5 separate regions of the Mus musculus genome follow, and all the other regions are linked to region 3. A link is a contact called in public Hi-C, HiChIP or PLAC-seq and promoter capture Hi-C data. All regions are on one chromosome and are shown on one strand. Each heading gives the region's core, a stretch centred on a gene start, on an enhancer-like site or on the middle of the called end of the contact. The rest is flanking DNA. Distances are from core to core; before and after follow the strand shown. Region 1 holds the start of Rheb (Ras homolog enriched in brain). Region 2 holds the start of Smarcd3 (SWI/SNF related, matrix associated, actin dependent regulator of chromatin, subfamily d, member 3). Region 3 holds the start of Fam126a (family with sequence similarity 126, member A). Region 4 holds the start of Prkag2os1 (protein kinase, AMP-activated, gamma 2 non-catalytic subunit, opposite strand 1). Region 5 overlaps 5031425E22Rik (RIKEN cDNA 5031425E22 gene).

Evidence for each region. Promoter capture Hi-C pulls out the DNA fragments that hold promoters and counts their contacts. Hi-C and Micro-C count contacts between places; a contact is called where the count stands out from the background. HiChIP or PLAC-seq counts read pairs in DNA pulled down with a chosen protein or histone mark.
Region 1: a contact with region 3 is called in a promoter capture Hi-C map of pre-B cells, with 5 times the contacts expected there. The contact joins the promoter of Rheb here to the promoter of Fam126a in region 3. A contact is called at or near these places in 4 of 39 promoter capture datasets (the C10 cell line, liver and pre-B cells).
Region 2: a contact with region 3 is called in a Hi-C map of uterus, with 2.9 times the contacts expected there. The contact joins the promoter of Smarcd3 here to the promoter of Fam126a in region 3. A contact is called at or near these places in 1 of 39 promoter capture datasets (pre-B cells), 1 of 484 Hi-C or Micro-C datasets (uterus) and 1 of 115 datasets of contacts at active chromatin or transcription factors (pancreatic cancer cells).
Region 4: an HNF4G HiChIP or PLAC-seq map of pancreatic cancer cells shows a contact between it and region 3. The contact joins the promoter of Prkag2os1 here to the promoter of Fam126a in region 3. A contact is called at or near these places in 1 of 39 promoter capture datasets (pre-B cells) and 2 of 115 datasets of contacts at active chromatin or transcription factors (memory CD8 T cells and pancreatic cancer cells).
Region 5: an H3K4me3 HiChIP or PLAC-seq map of craniofacial prominence shows a contact between it and region 3, with 4 times the contacts expected there. The contact joins the enhancer-like site here to the promoter of Fam126a in region 3. A contact is called at or near these places in 3 of 39 promoter capture datasets (cranial neural crest, neutrophils and pre-B cells) and 3 of 115 datasets of contacts at active chromatin or transcription factors (craniofacial prominence, pancreatic cancer cells and thymic regulatory T cells).

What each region holds. Positions count from the first base shown.
Region 1 is chr5:24,840,990-24,843,689 of GRCm38.p6, reverse strand. Rheb (Ras homolog enriched in brain) reads left to right here and starts at 1,329. Exons shown (of 8, transcript NM_053075.3): 1 at 1,329-1,505. The coding sequence starts at 1,454.
Region 2 is chr5:24,600,652-24,603,351 of GRCm38.p6, reverse strand. Smarcd3 (SWI/SNF related, matrix associated, actin dependent regulator of chromatin, subfamily d, member 3) reads left to right here and starts at 1,350. Exons shown (of 13, transcript NM_025891.3): 1 at 1,350-1,571. The coding sequence starts at 1,494.
Region 3 is chr5:24,029,396-24,032,095 of GRCm38.p6, reverse strand. Fam126a (family with sequence similarity 126, member A) reads left to right here and starts at 1,406. Exons shown (of 11, transcript NM_053090.3): 1 at 1,406-1,617.
Region 4 is chr5:24,901,221-24,903,920 of GRCm38.p6, reverse strand. It overlaps Prkag2os1 (protein kinase, AMP-activated, gamma 2 non-catalytic subunit, opposite strand 1), which reads right to left and starts at 1,352. Exons shown (of 7, transcript NR_040684.1): 1 at 1,083-1,352; 2 at 636-756. The region is part of intron 5 of Prkag2 (protein kinase, AMP-activated, gamma 2 non-catalytic subunit); the gene reads left to right.
Region 5 is chr5:23,417,162-23,419,861 of GRCm38.p6, reverse strand. The region is part of intron 1 of 5031425E22Rik (RIKEN cDNA 5031425E22 gene); the gene reads left to right. Among named protein-coding and RNA genes, the nearest start is that of 5031425E22Rik, 15 kb to the left of the region's middle. Within about 2 kb of position 1,286, at least 443 of the 459 cell types and tissues checked have an H3K27ac peak or open chromatin away from gene starts, as enhancers often do. A contact at or near this core is called in craniofacial prominence, neutrophils, pancreatic cancer cells and 2 more, where this site is marked.

The DNA of each region.
Region 1 (2,700 bases), core at 80-2,579, 810 kb before region 3:
AGGCAGTGACAGGTGGATCTCTAAGAATTCCAGGCCAGCCTGGACTACGTGAGACCCTATAAAAATAAGTCTATTGTGAAGGGCAAAAAATTAAGGACAAGTGTGCTGTTCTCTCTTGGCACCTTTATTTCCAGGCCTAGCCTTTAGTTTGGACTTCGATGAACTAGGCCTAGGGTCTAGCTTTCCACCCTGTTCTTCAATATGAGGATATCTCAACTCCTCTAGTTCTCTGGAAACAAGAGCTTTCTGCCTGTACGACTGTTGTAGAAAATATGACAGCCTTCCCTTTTCAGGCATGGCCCGCCCACACCAGACAGCTAAGCCTCCTCCTTTTCCTCGGCGTTTTTGACAATGGCTGACTTTCACGTTTCTCCAGAAATAACCTCTCGAGTGTTCAGTATGAAAAGACGCACTGATCTGGCTGCAGGACTCCCACGCGCGCGCCTGTCTGTGCGAGGTGCGTGCCACCCGGCGTGTTGCCCGAGTCGGCACCAGGACTGGTCAGCTCGCGCTGCTTTTAATGGAATTTCTGACATTTGCGAGCTGCACAGATTTCATTCTTCCCACAGTTCCTCAGCCACGAATAAAGCTTAGTCACCACCCACGTTAAGCCCAGACTAAAGCTAACATAGCAGGACGGTAATTTGAAGTATAGACAAGTGCGAAGCGAGGTGTCAGCCAACCTACAGTCCGTCAGCTAGGGCCACGCGCCTCGCTCCTTTTAAGGGCCGGCAGGCGCAAGTCGGCCAACGGCTCAGCACTTCACCAATCACCGTGCTTCACGCCTCTGGTTCCGCCCCCGCACCCACATTAGCCAATCACTGAGGAGTTGCCTGCCCGCCCGCCCACCCGCCGGTAGGGCCACGCTTTTGGACCACGCAGGCGCCCCGCCGAGCAAAAGCAGACAGAATTTATTTTTAGCTCCCCGCTGAGCGGCACCTCTCCTTGGCTCCACCCTTCCAATCCCCAATAGAAGACGGAGTTTCCATTGCGTCATCGCGCGGCAGTCTGGGAGCCGTCCAGTCAGAGCTCGGGCAGGATTGTCGTAATTAAAAAGCGGCGGAAGTAGGTGGGAGGGTCATGACGCAGCGAGTTTCGGTCGTGACTTTTCCGGGGGCTTTGGGGCGTCTCCGCTTTTTCCCTTTAAAGTAAAACGTTTCCCCGACGCTCCCCCGCGCGTTCCGGGCTGGGAGGCGGCGGCGGGAGGCGGCGCAGACGGGGCCGCGCGCGGTCACGTGGGTGTGTTGTTGGGGGAGGGCCCGCGCGTTCGGTTCCGGGCGGTTGAGCGAGCTAGAGAAGGAGCGAGCGAGCGAGCGAGCGAGAGGCAGCCGCGCCCGCCGCCGTGCTCTGTATGCCGCGTTCTCCCGGCGCAGCCGCCGCCGATAGTCTGAGCCGGAGGAGCCGCCGCCGCCGCGGTTAATGTGGTTGGGTCGGGGCTGAGCAGGCCACCAAGATGCCTCAGTCCAAGTCCCGGAAGATCGCCATCCTGGGCTACCGGTCTGTGGGTGAGTGGCGGCCCGGGCGATGTCGGGGCTGAGCCCCAGGACGCGGACGCGCCTGCGAAGTTTGTGGCGGCGCGGCCATGTGGCGGGCGGGCGGGCGGCGCGCGTTTCATAACCTCCATTTTGAGTGGAGGCGGCGGCGCCTTCCCCTGTCCCCAGGCGCGGCGGACAGGTGGCGGGGCGGCAGGCCGAGGCGGCCGCGTCCTTCCCTCGGCGTAGGAGCCGCGGGCCACTGCCCGGGAGTCTTGCGGCCCGGAGCAGCCTAGTCGGATCCCCGCATCTGTCCCGCCTTCTCTAAGCACGGTCTGTCCCCACCCGTTTCCCCAATCCCACAAGCCCCGGGCATTTCAACAAAGGAAACCTCTCCTTGTGACCTTTCCATCTGCAAAGAAGTTAAGCCTTTTAAAGAAAACAGGGAAACTTCAAGACGTTTGGCTACCAAGTTTTCCGCCTCCAAGAAACCTAGACTGGACCCCTCACAGGCCAGCTAGGTAGCATCTGGCAGCCAGCACAGGGAAGAGGAGAAAGACGTCTCTAATGTGTCCTATTTTTCTTTTCCCCTTTGAGGAGAAACAAGGCCAGGCACTTGGAACCAGGCTGTTAAAGTAATTCAAAAGCCCGTTTGTTTTCCTAACACCACCACCAAGCGATTGACATACATTTAAAGTTGTTCCTAGTAATCACCTTTTTGCCGAATAGAGGTGGTCCTGGGTGGGGTGGGGAGGGAACGCGGTGTCCAGACAGTAGTATTCAGTCCATCGTGTGATACAGGACATTTGAACTTAACCACGCTGCAGGGTGAGGCTTTATTGTTTTTGACCGACCGGAACAGGGGACTGTCACGTTCATCTTTAGTGCTGTTTGAAAGATGTAACTGTCTCCAGAAAATGTGCGTTTGACAGGGACCACTGAGGAGTGGAGAGTCTGGCAGTAGAACACCTTCCCCACTGGATGGGCTCCTGCTAGGCGGTTCATTCTGCGTTCTCACCCTGCTTTCCACTGCTGGTGCCCGGCTCTGTGCTCTTTGACCAAGATCAGTCAGGGCCTGCTTACTTTTCACCTTCTCTCCTCAAGAACTGGAGAAACTCCTTAGGAAGGGAATGGAAGATCGGAGACAGTGTGACAGATGGGAGTGCCTAGAGTGGAAAGGTGACACGTGCATAGTGCAGTGCTGAGGTGTTCATAGTAGGAAAGAGTA
Region 2 (2,700 bases), core at 101-2,600, 570 kb before region 3:
AAGGTTAGGGTCCCTCGGTGCAATGGGTCTTGAGGGCTCAAATTGTATGTGTTCCCACAAGTTCCCTCAGGCATTGTCCCTCTCTCAGCGGCAGCCCCAGCTAGCCCATAAACCTGACCCTTGATTGTCCTGAAACCCGCGGACTCCTCCTTCAGAAGGTGGGGACAGGCGTGGCTTGTGGAATGGGCGGAGCTTGGGCTCAACCTAGGGATCTCAGGATTTGTCCCCTCCTTTCTGTTCTTCCTCCCCTCCAGGGATGGCCAGTTCTATCCACACTGTCCCATTTAGGGTTTCCTCGTCTTCCTACCCCACACTCCTGCTTTCTCTTCGGTTCTGGGGCGGACTTCACCAATCCCGAGCTCTCTGGGTCTCCGCGCCAAAGCCATCAAGCCCTGCTTGCCTCACCCTTTCCTCCTACCCACCCAAGTACCCACCCTGGATCCGCGCCATTCCTCACAATGTACTCCTCCTGTTCTCATGAGTCCAGTCCATGTCCCCTTTTCGGAAATATTTCCCCTATTGCCCTCACTTTCTCGCACAGAGACAAACAAAGACTCACAAGCCCAGAAATAGACTCCAACAGAGCTGAAAGACACAGGCCGTGTCCTGCCCCGCACGCACGCGCGCAGGCTCGGCGGCTCTTGTGAAGGGAAGCACACAGACTGGGCGTTTGTCAGTGCACGCACATAAACATCCACACCCACAGCCTCTGCGCCGTGCCACAAAAGGGTGCAGACACACGGTGTGCGAGACAAGGGCACACACATCTGCGGGCGCCCGGGAGCCCGCCTAGCCCGGCACACCCACCGCGCTGGCCCTGGGACAGGAGCAAGGCCTGCTTCGGGCTCGGGTTCCCCCCCAGATTCCTTCCAGCAAATGTTTCCCTACTTGGCCTGCCTGGTCCCAGGGGAAAGGGCCTCAGAAATGCTGCAGGAGCCACTTGGGGGAAAAAAGTTGGAACTGTCTGTTCCCTGCCTGGCCATGTCGGCGAATTCCCTAACCGAGAAACTATTTGTGGCGAGGGCAGAGTGGCTGGCGAGCCCCTTGTCACCTCCCGTGGTGTTCCCTCCCCGAGCCGCCACCGATGGGCCCCGGGCGGCCTGGGCGCAGCGCAGCTGCCCATCGCGCAGCCTCCGGGCAGATCGGCTCGTCTCGCCGCTTCTGTGCGCCGCTTGGACCACGCGGAGTGCACAGGAGGGCCGCTCCGTCCCCGGCGCGTCGCAGGCAGACCCCGGGCCGCCGGACTATTTCTGTCTTATCAGTGCAGGAATGCGGCAGCCGCGGCGGCGGCGGCGGCGGGCGGGCGGCGGCGGCGGCGTGGGCCGTGGGCCGTCAGGGCAGCCCTGAAGGGGCCCCCTCCCCACTCCGCTCGAGTAGAAGTGTGAGAGAGCCCAGCAGGACTCAGAGGGGAGAGTTGGAGGAAAAAAAAGGCAGAAAAGGGAAAGAAAGAGGAAGAGAGAGAGAGAGTGAGAGGAGCCGCTGAGCCCACCCCGATGGCCGCGGACGAAGTTGCCGGAGGGGCGCGCAAAGCCACGAAAAGCAAACTTTTTGAGTTTCTGGTCCATGGGGTGGTGAGTGGGGGAAAGTTAGCGGGGGAGGGTGAGCGAGCTGGCTCGGGCTGAATGGAGGGATGATCGGGAGGGGCCGCCGGCGCGCTCCGGCTCTCCCACCCCTTTGGTTGAGGGGCGCACGGTCACGGCCCAACCCTGGGACCTTGCGGGCGCCCTGGCATCCGAACACGTCGCCAAGCGGTCGGCTGGGGATGGGCGCGCGGCGGCCGGGAAGAGAGGCGTCGGCTTGGGTTCTTCTCAGGGGCAAGGGGTGGGATGTGGGCACCGTGCCTCCCCCAAGAGGGGGGTCCCCTCTGTAACTGACATGTCTCACATTCTTTTACTGGTGGGCTCAGGTGTTACCCCTGCCCTGGGGGTGGGGGTGGGGTGGTGACTCGAACACACAGCTAGGGCAGGGCTGCCTGTTGTCCCTGTTCATCCTTTGGGACAGGGTCACTCCGACTAGGTCTGAGCAGCTAGGAGCAGGTGACCTAAGAGCAAAAGCTCTCTGCTGAACAACCTCTGCATCCTAGCAGGAGGGCCTTGAGGACTTGGCCCTGCTGTCAGAGCTGAGAAGGGTCTACTTGTGAGACCTCAAGTTAAGCAGTCAGAAGATCTCCTTGGCAGGCTCAGCCACCAGAAGTTGATGACCTTAACACCTCAAAGGTGTGAAGGAGGGGCAGGAGTTGGGGACATGAGGCCTAGAAACCAAAGGGATAGTACTATACCGTTCTAACACACACACACACACACACTCACACACTCACGAAGACATGTGAGGAGTCTGAGGGTACCCAGGAACCTATTGAGGTGGAGAGCCTGCTGTGAGGAGCTCTAAGCCTGGGCATATGGAGGGAAGAGTCAGTCATATTTACTATGGCCAAATTTGGTTGTGACTCCAGGAAGCACCATTTCAGTGAGAGGCAAGGGCCCCCAGAATCTGACCCTTATGAGGCTGTTACTGATGGCAGGCTCCTGGGGGCCCCTAGAAGCCTTCTTCTCAGGGCCTCATTAGACCCAACAGTATCAGTGGCCTTGATGAATAGGAGAGTGGCTGATAGGGAAGAGGGCTTCTCTGTGGCAGCCTGTTCTCTAGCCATAGGGATCTCTGGGGTATAAATTCCAAGGCAGCCCTATGGGTTAGTGGAGT
Region 3 (2,700 bases), core at 157-2,656:
TTTAAAAACTTGCTTAGTGTTTTGGGAGACATTTTGTCATCTCTAGCATTAACTTAGAATGACTTCCTTTCTTCCAGGTTGAAATTTGCCTTCTTCCTCTCTTTCTTTCTTTCTTTCTTTCTTTCTTTCTTTCTTTCTTTCTTTCTTTCTTTCTTTCTTTCTTTCTTTCTTTCTTTCTTTCTTTCCTTCCTTCCTTCCTTCCTTCCTTCCTTCCTTCCTTCCTTCCTCTCTCTCTCTCTCTCTCTCTCTCTCTCTCTTTCTTTCTAATTCAACCAGATTTGAGTTGAGAGGGTTGTAATAGGGGGAGCTCGGAGCATATGCTGTATTGGCTATATATATATATATATATATATATATAAAACGTTATCTGTAGGATAAGTAGGTGTGGAAGACGAAAAATGGCTTATGGAAAAAAGTAGAGAAATATACTTAATTTTTTTCTAAAGAAAAATATTTATTTATTTAATGTGTATATATGTATGGCTGAGTGTGTATGTATGTATGTGTACCATATGTGTGCAGATACCTTCGAGGCCAGAAGTGTCAGATCTGCTGTACTAGAGTCCTGATGTGGGTGCTGGGAACTGAACCCCATTCATCTGGAAGATCAGCAAGTGCTCTTAAGCTCTGAGCCAACTCTCCATCCTCCCTTTTACTATTAAAATTCTTTTAATTTATGTGTGTGTGTGTGTGTTAGGTGCATGTGTACCTGGATGAGGGCAGAGGCCAGAAGAGGGCTACTGATCCCCTGAGACTGAAGTTATAGAGGTTGTGAGCTTCCACATGGGTGCAAAAGCAGTAATATTTTTTTTAACTCTTCAGTTGTCTTTTAGACACCATATTTGAAATTTTCAAGGCTAAAGTCAAAAGCAATGAACATAAGAAAAGGTAGTATTTTAATTGCTATTTCCGAAATCACACAGACACAGACAGACAGACAGACAGACAGACAGACAGACAGACACACACACACACACACAGACACACACACACACACACACACACACACACACACACACACCCCACACACACCCCCCAGAATCCGGTCAAATTTTGATATACTTTTGGGAAATGATTCGAGTAATTGAATATCAGCTTGCTGTCCTTTTCTGATTACGTTTTAAAGCATCTGGTAAGACTTAAGGTCTAAAGGGCTCAGAGAGATCCTGAGACCTTCATGGAACTTCTTAGTTGTCACCACTAACCACACAGTCAATCGTCTCCCCTGGGCGTTCCCGGACCACGCCCATCGCGCAGACCACGCCCACTCAAATCGCCCCCCCCCCATCAATAGTTTCAGATTCTCATTGGTGGAGAAGTTGTTCTGGGCCCACCCTGGGGGTCAGTGATAGGCTGATCCAGTGTGGGACGGTGGTGGTTGGCTGCTTGGGGACGGGTCTCTGGTGGTGCCTGTCAGAGAGGCTGGCGGCAGTGGCGGCTGTCCGGGCTGGGTTGTCAGTCAGAGAGAGGAGGGAAGATGGCTCGCCCGGACTCGTGCTGCTAGAAGGAGAGGGGCAGGTGGCGCGGCTGCCGGCGGAGCGCAGTCGCCCGGTCGCCGTGGTCGCCGTGGTCGCCGTGGTCGTGGGGGGAGGCCGCGGTAGGTCCGGAGCTGCTCTGGTGAGTCTGCCGCGAGCCGTACGCCGGCCCCTGAGGCGCCGGGAGACCGAGAACTTTCTTTGGTCTGGGAGGAGCGGGGCTGAAGCTGTTGCCGGCGGCGGGTAGGACTTCGTCCTGGGGCGGCGGCCCGTTGCGGGTAACGGCTCCCGCGCGAGGCGCGGCCCGAGAACCCTAAGTTGGCCGCGGCCGGCTGCCCGCTGTGAACGAGGCTCCGTTCCCGGTTGGGCGATGAGCTGGGGGTGCCCCAGGGTCGGCCTAGCACAGAGCCCACCGTAGCCTATGGCCACTGCCCACCCGTCCGCGCCGCCCAAAGCCTGGCCTCGCCGCCCACGCTGGCTCCGCAGACCCGGTGCTCTTCAGAGCGGTGCTCGCTCGGGTCTTGAATCCCGTGGGGCTGGGGGTTCGGAGTGCCAGACCGGTCTGTCTGTCCACCACCAGGAGAGCTCCTCTTCTGCCTGCGCCGCGCTGGACCCTGGAGTTCTGCCTCTTCTGCGGCTGCTGTGACCGCCCTCGAGGATCGACAGGGTTTTCTGTCCACTGAACGGTTTTTTGTTTTTGTTTTTTTGTAAGCTTCTTTCTTTTTTCTTTCTTTTCTTCCTTTCGTTCTTTTTTCCTTCCTTGCCCCCCCCCTCCCCGCACGAAAACACCCCAGGTTTGCAAGCTTCAGCAAAACTGGGTCTCTGCCCTGCAGCGTGCATGTGTTTGCTTTGTACCTTTAGAGTTTAGAGGTTCCTGAAGAATTTGGCCCTAGTGGTTTTGCACTGCACTGAATCGCTTCTGGGATAAAACGCTATTGCACGCGGGCAGCGGCTCCACTGCTCAGGTAGGGGGAGTGCTGCTGCGATACAGAGACTGCTACTGGTTGCATGCAGGGTAACACTGGCTTTCTGTACACTGGGTGTCCTTTGGGTAACAAGGTAGGTTTTGCAGGAGATGTGCCAGCCCTGTGGTTCATGCCACGCGTTGCAGTTTGAGGTTTTCAGTTGTTACAACTTTTATCTACATAAAGCCACAAAGATTAGGGTAACCTTGAAACAATGCGATAGTTCTGGGAGGTGTGTTTTCCTAGGACTGCTCTGTTGC
Region 4 (2,700 bases), core at 103-2,602, 870 kb before region 3:
AAACTCAATCCCCAGCACCCACATATAAAAATCTGGTAATATATAATCATGGTAATATAGGTTTGTAATCCCTGCACACTGGGGAAGCGTAGACAGGCAGATCTCTGGAGCTTACTGGCCAACCAGACGAGATGAATTGCCAAGATTCACTGTAAGAGCCTATCTCAAAAACTAAGGTGGAGAGCAATGGAAAAAGACATCCAGTAGCCACCTCTGGCCCTTACCCATACATGCACCCAAACATGCATGCTTACATGAATGTGCGCGCGCGCACACACACACACAGAGCGTGTGAGAGAGAAATCGCGAGCACCAGAGCGAGCAGGGACCACTCTGGGAAAGTAAAACATCTCGGAGCTCAGGCCCTGGCGTGTGAAGACTTGGCTGCCTTTCCTTGGGTAATCAATCCACAGAGCTCCTGAAGCTTTGTTTTAGTATTGCTATCACTATGGGTTGTATCTGCCAAACACAGGCCTGGCGCTTGGTAACCACTTGCTTGCTTTCCATTCCTCCTTGGAAGTCAGACTCCAGAGCATCCAATAACCAGTGTACCAAAAAAAAAAAAAAAAAAAAAAAAAAAAAAAAAAAAAAAGGGGGAAAGAAAACAAACAAAAAACTGTGCCCACTATTCTTACCTGGTGGGAGGGAATTGCCTAAAGGGAGTGAAGATGGGTTCTCTGTGGAGATGGCACACCTTGGGCACTGCAGCAGTCTGGCCCTCCGTGGCGTCACCATACATGAACAGGTGCACAGTTTCTATGTGGTATTAAATTTTCATGAGGATGGAGAATCCAGGGAGGCACTGAGAGCCTATGAAGCCTTTCCTTCTCCCTAGAATCTCGGGGCTTTTAAAAGTGAGCCTCTGCAGAGTCAGCCTGCCGGTTTGTTGGCTGTGACATGAGGGGTGCTGACCTCTGGTGGTAGACATGTCAAAGTGACAGGTTCAGAAGGTCTGTCTGTGCTCTCTGAACTCTGACCTTCTCTGGCTGAGTTTATAGGCCAGGGATAAATTGATTCTTGACCACAAGAATAATTAAGATTGTATGAAATATCTGTAGTAGAAAACTTCCTGCCTAGCTTACCCTGTATTTAACATATTGCCACATGTTTTAGTATATCCAAAGTCAGGTTCAAACATATCCTAACGGTGTCCTAGGCTTAAGAAGGTACAGGAGTTGTCCTGTGGACTGTGCTTTGGAAGGTGTCTGCACCCCAGAAGTTTCTGGAATGAAATTTTAGTCCCCGTGTAACGTGGAAAGGAGATGTATCGTCTCCCAGGTATTGATTGGTTCTTCCTAGGCATCCTGGAAAGGATGAAGCCAGCCTCCCCGCTGTCTGGCTTCTTCTCTGTCCATAGAGCCACACCCTCTTGTACCGGCTGCTGTGTGATGCTCCCCCCCCACCCCCCATTATGACACAGCCAGTAGGACACTCAGCACACATAAACGCTATGCTCCTTAGGTCTTCCCGCTACCAAAATCATGAGCCAAGTAAATAGCTGTGTATTTTGTCCAAGAAGCAAAATCAGGCTAAGACAGACAGGAAAAGGTCGTGTTACCTAAAAGGAAAAAAAAAAAAAAATACCTGACTGGTTTAAACAAACAGGAAAGTGCATAGAGTGGTTGGATAGCAAGAAGTGGAACATATCACCAGCCTTGGCAAGTGCATGGAACCAAGTAGAAAGTCATTAGGAACCAAGGTAACACCTCCCATCACTCTGCTAGGGACTCGTGAACTTCCCTCCAGAAGACTGTCTTTCTACTTTATAGGCACCCCACCAGGGTCCAGGCCCCATCACTATCCAAATGGAACTCCATCCCACTCGCCAGAGTCCTGGGCCTGTCTCTGACCTTTGTGGCTTCCAGCTTCACCTGTCAGGTGTAAACAGGAACGGTGTTGATTGTCCAGCAGCACTGGAAAAATTGGAAAAGCATTTTTAATGTTCTCTTCTCCTAGATCTTTTGATGACTACTAGCATATACTGTGGAACTATGCTGAGTCTCAGATAACCCTAAGGCACAAAGCATTACACACACACACCCTGGGTCATAGAAGAGCAAAGTCAGAAGAGAAGAGGTGAGCCTGGCAGTGGTGCCTTTAATCCCAGCACTTGGGAGGCAGAGGCAGGTGGATTTCTGAGTTCAAGGCCAACCTGGTCTACAGAGTGAGTTCCAGGACTGCCAAAGATACACAGAGAAACCCTGTCACGGGGGTGGGGGGAGGGGGGGAAGAGGTGAAGTGCCCTCTTTAAGATGGCATATAACATTCCAGAGACTCCCCTAGAGTCAAGCCCATGTTGGAGGCCAATGTGAGGTCATCTTCCTTTCAGAAGATTACCATGGTCTCCTCTTTATTCTTTACTCCAATTCTGCCCTGCATCCAAACTTGCCAAGGTTAGCACAAACTTATCTTCCCCAAATCCAGTGGCCAGCAGTCAACCCTCGTCCCCATCTTAACCTGGAGTCCACAGAGTTGCCCCGTGCCCTCTTCTCAACGCTCATCCTTAATCTCTAAGGCATGGCTGGAGAGGTGGCTTGGTCCCTGGTGGGTTCCCCACCATAGCTGGTTGTAGATACCCTCTGTGGTTCTTTCTCTTCCCTTTGCAGCCAGTGTAACATGGCGTGACTCACAGCTCCATGCAGTCATCCTTCCTAACTGAATGGAAGAAACCAAATGTTCCTGTGGCTCTATCTGAGGCCT
Region 5 (2,700 bases), core at 37-2,536, 610 kb after region 3:
TTGTTTAGAGGACAAGTTCTCAGTGGCTGGCCTGGAACTTGCTTTATAGACTAGACTGGCCTCAAACATAGGAGATCACCTGCCTTGAGTTGAAATGTAGTCTTCGTCAGTTCCAGCACGTTTGATTCTTAGTACTGAGGGAAGGGGAGGGGTTAGGGGCTGAGTGAGGCGTAGCTCTGGGAAAGCACTGGGCTCAATCCCCAGCAAAAGTTAGGGTAGAAGTCTGTGAACCCAGCCACAATTGAAAAATAGTCCTAATAGAAAATCTAGGCATAGTGGGAAATCACTGCAGCCCCGGCTCTCAGGAAGTATGAGGAGTTGGAGACTTAGCTTTTACATAGGTTGAGAAGGTTTTTTATAAGATTGACTCCATGGTCCACATGACCTTAATGTGGGTTGCTTTTCGAGGACGAGGGTGGGCAAGAGTTTAAACGAGGTCTCAGGTGACTCAGACTGACTGACCACCAACTCAACACTGCCTCTAGAGTTACAGGCTTGGCACAATACACTGCAGGAATTCGGAACCAGAAATCCATCCTAATTAATGCTTCTGAAAGGCGGATCCCTTCTCGGAATGCTGTTAATGTGCGTAGAGTAGCATAGTGCACAGATCCTGTTAAATTCTCCATGGACACTCCTGCTTAGAAATCCTGTGCAAGGTGTTCAGATTCTAAGAGAAGGCTGACAAATAATGAAGCTTAGACATAATGGTGCCCTAATGGGACTAAATAATTTTATTTTTTAAAGGCGAGGCGTGGTTCGTGTAATTCAGGCTGGCCTCGAAATCACTTGGTAGTCAAAAGATCAACGCCTTTTTTTTTTTCCTGTTTCTAGCTCAGGTTACAGGCATACATCACCATGCCTGTAACGCGCAGCTAGCTATTCTAGCGTTTAATGTTCTTGTAGCTTTCAACTGGAGTGATCCTTTCCCTAACTGACATTAGAAATTAGTCCAGTAAAAGTGGCCTGAGTGAAAAGCTGTAGGAAAGGATTTTTCTTTAGTGAGAAGTACTGAGGATCCATTCTCTTAAGCCCGGTTTGATTGACGAGTGGTTCAGTAGCTTAGTTTTGACCTTTTGTAGTAATCGGGCTTTTACCGTATAATACCTATAGCCGGCGTGTCCTAACCATGGATAAAACCAAGCTACCCCGTTGTGGCTGCCAAATTTTACACCAGAGGAAAAACACCTCTTGGCGAAGCATAGCGTGGGCTTGTGCTCTAGACCTCAAGCCTTGAGTCCCACAGTGACAGAGCGAGTGCTTGTACCACAGAGCAGGGCGTTTCCCCGGCGCTGTCTGCGTCACGGCGGCTGCCCTTCCGCTCGGGAGAGCAGCTGCGGGAGCTGCGCCTGCAGGCTGGCCGGGTGCGCGGCGCTCGAGCCGGGCGGCGTTTTCCTGGGACCTTCACGGAGCAGAGCGACGAGGCTACATACAGCGGCCGAGCTTATCCCTTCTTTAATCCTCGCTGTAAAGCACCGTAGTGCAGCTTCCTGCTTAACTCGGTCGTCTGAGCTTCCAGCTCACATTTTGAGCCCAGTGCAGCCGCCATCTTCCGGAAATGCTGATGGTGGTTAGTCTGCGCCCAGTGGAAATAACAATTTTTTTGCTTTTGTTTTTGAAGCGGTCTTGCATTTGGCCCGATCTTTTTGAGGACTTGGGTTACAGAATTACATCATGCCTGGTTAGTTTCATGATGCTCAGTTTGGGGAAGTAGAGCAGTGTCCTTGTTGAAATATAATCTCTTTAGTCCAGCCTTTTCTCACTTAAATTAGATTGATGGATTAAATGAGATAATGTATACCAGATATGCAGTAGTAACTAACAGAGAAAGAAGGGAATGGTGGGTGGGGGAGTTGCGGGGGCGGGGGGATGATTAACTTTGCTGGGTATCACCACCTAAAACATGAAGGTATGGAGAAGCATGCTGTAGCACATGAGTGTGTATTTTGACAGCTCTTCAGTATAACTGATCCCTCCAAAGCAGACTTTACTGGCTTCTGGTTTCTAAGGGATGCTTCTTTTTTGTGTGGCTTCCTTTTTTGCAGGTCCATACTGAATAAATATGCTGTAGGGTGATGGACAAGGCCAAGTTGGGTAGTCCTACCATGATTTTAGTTTACAGGGAAAAATCAGGCTGAGTTTAAGTACATTGTAGGTTTCTAGGTGTTAGAAGTTTTCACACATGTGCCCGTTTATTTTTAGGGCGCGGCTTCACTGTTTGGCTAGGTGGTTTAGAACTGGGTATAGATTAGGGGACAAAAGCAGGAGTGAAGTCGCTTGGGGTTTGTTGTTGTTTTGCTGTTTTAGGTGCACTAACGATGTAATAATGTGTTTGGGATAACTTAGGAGGCAGCGATGAAGATTTAAACAGTAAAAGATTATTACACAAAAAATAACCCCAAACTTGTGCTTTACCGCGGACCCACCAGGTTGGAATATACAGGGAACAGTTGGACCATCCCTGTTTCAGGCTGGGGGTTTGATTTCTTTACACTTGCTGTCTACAAATCTCTGCAGGACACCAAACCCACGACTGAATGACACAGCCAGCATCCACAATTCACACAGAGAGGTAAAAATGTCAGATCCCCACACCAGTTGAACCAGAAGTTCTTTGTACATTAGAACATTTAATGGGAAACTGCATATGAACTGTAAAGTGTAAATACAGTCTGATTGGGATTAGAAGAGCCCTCTTGT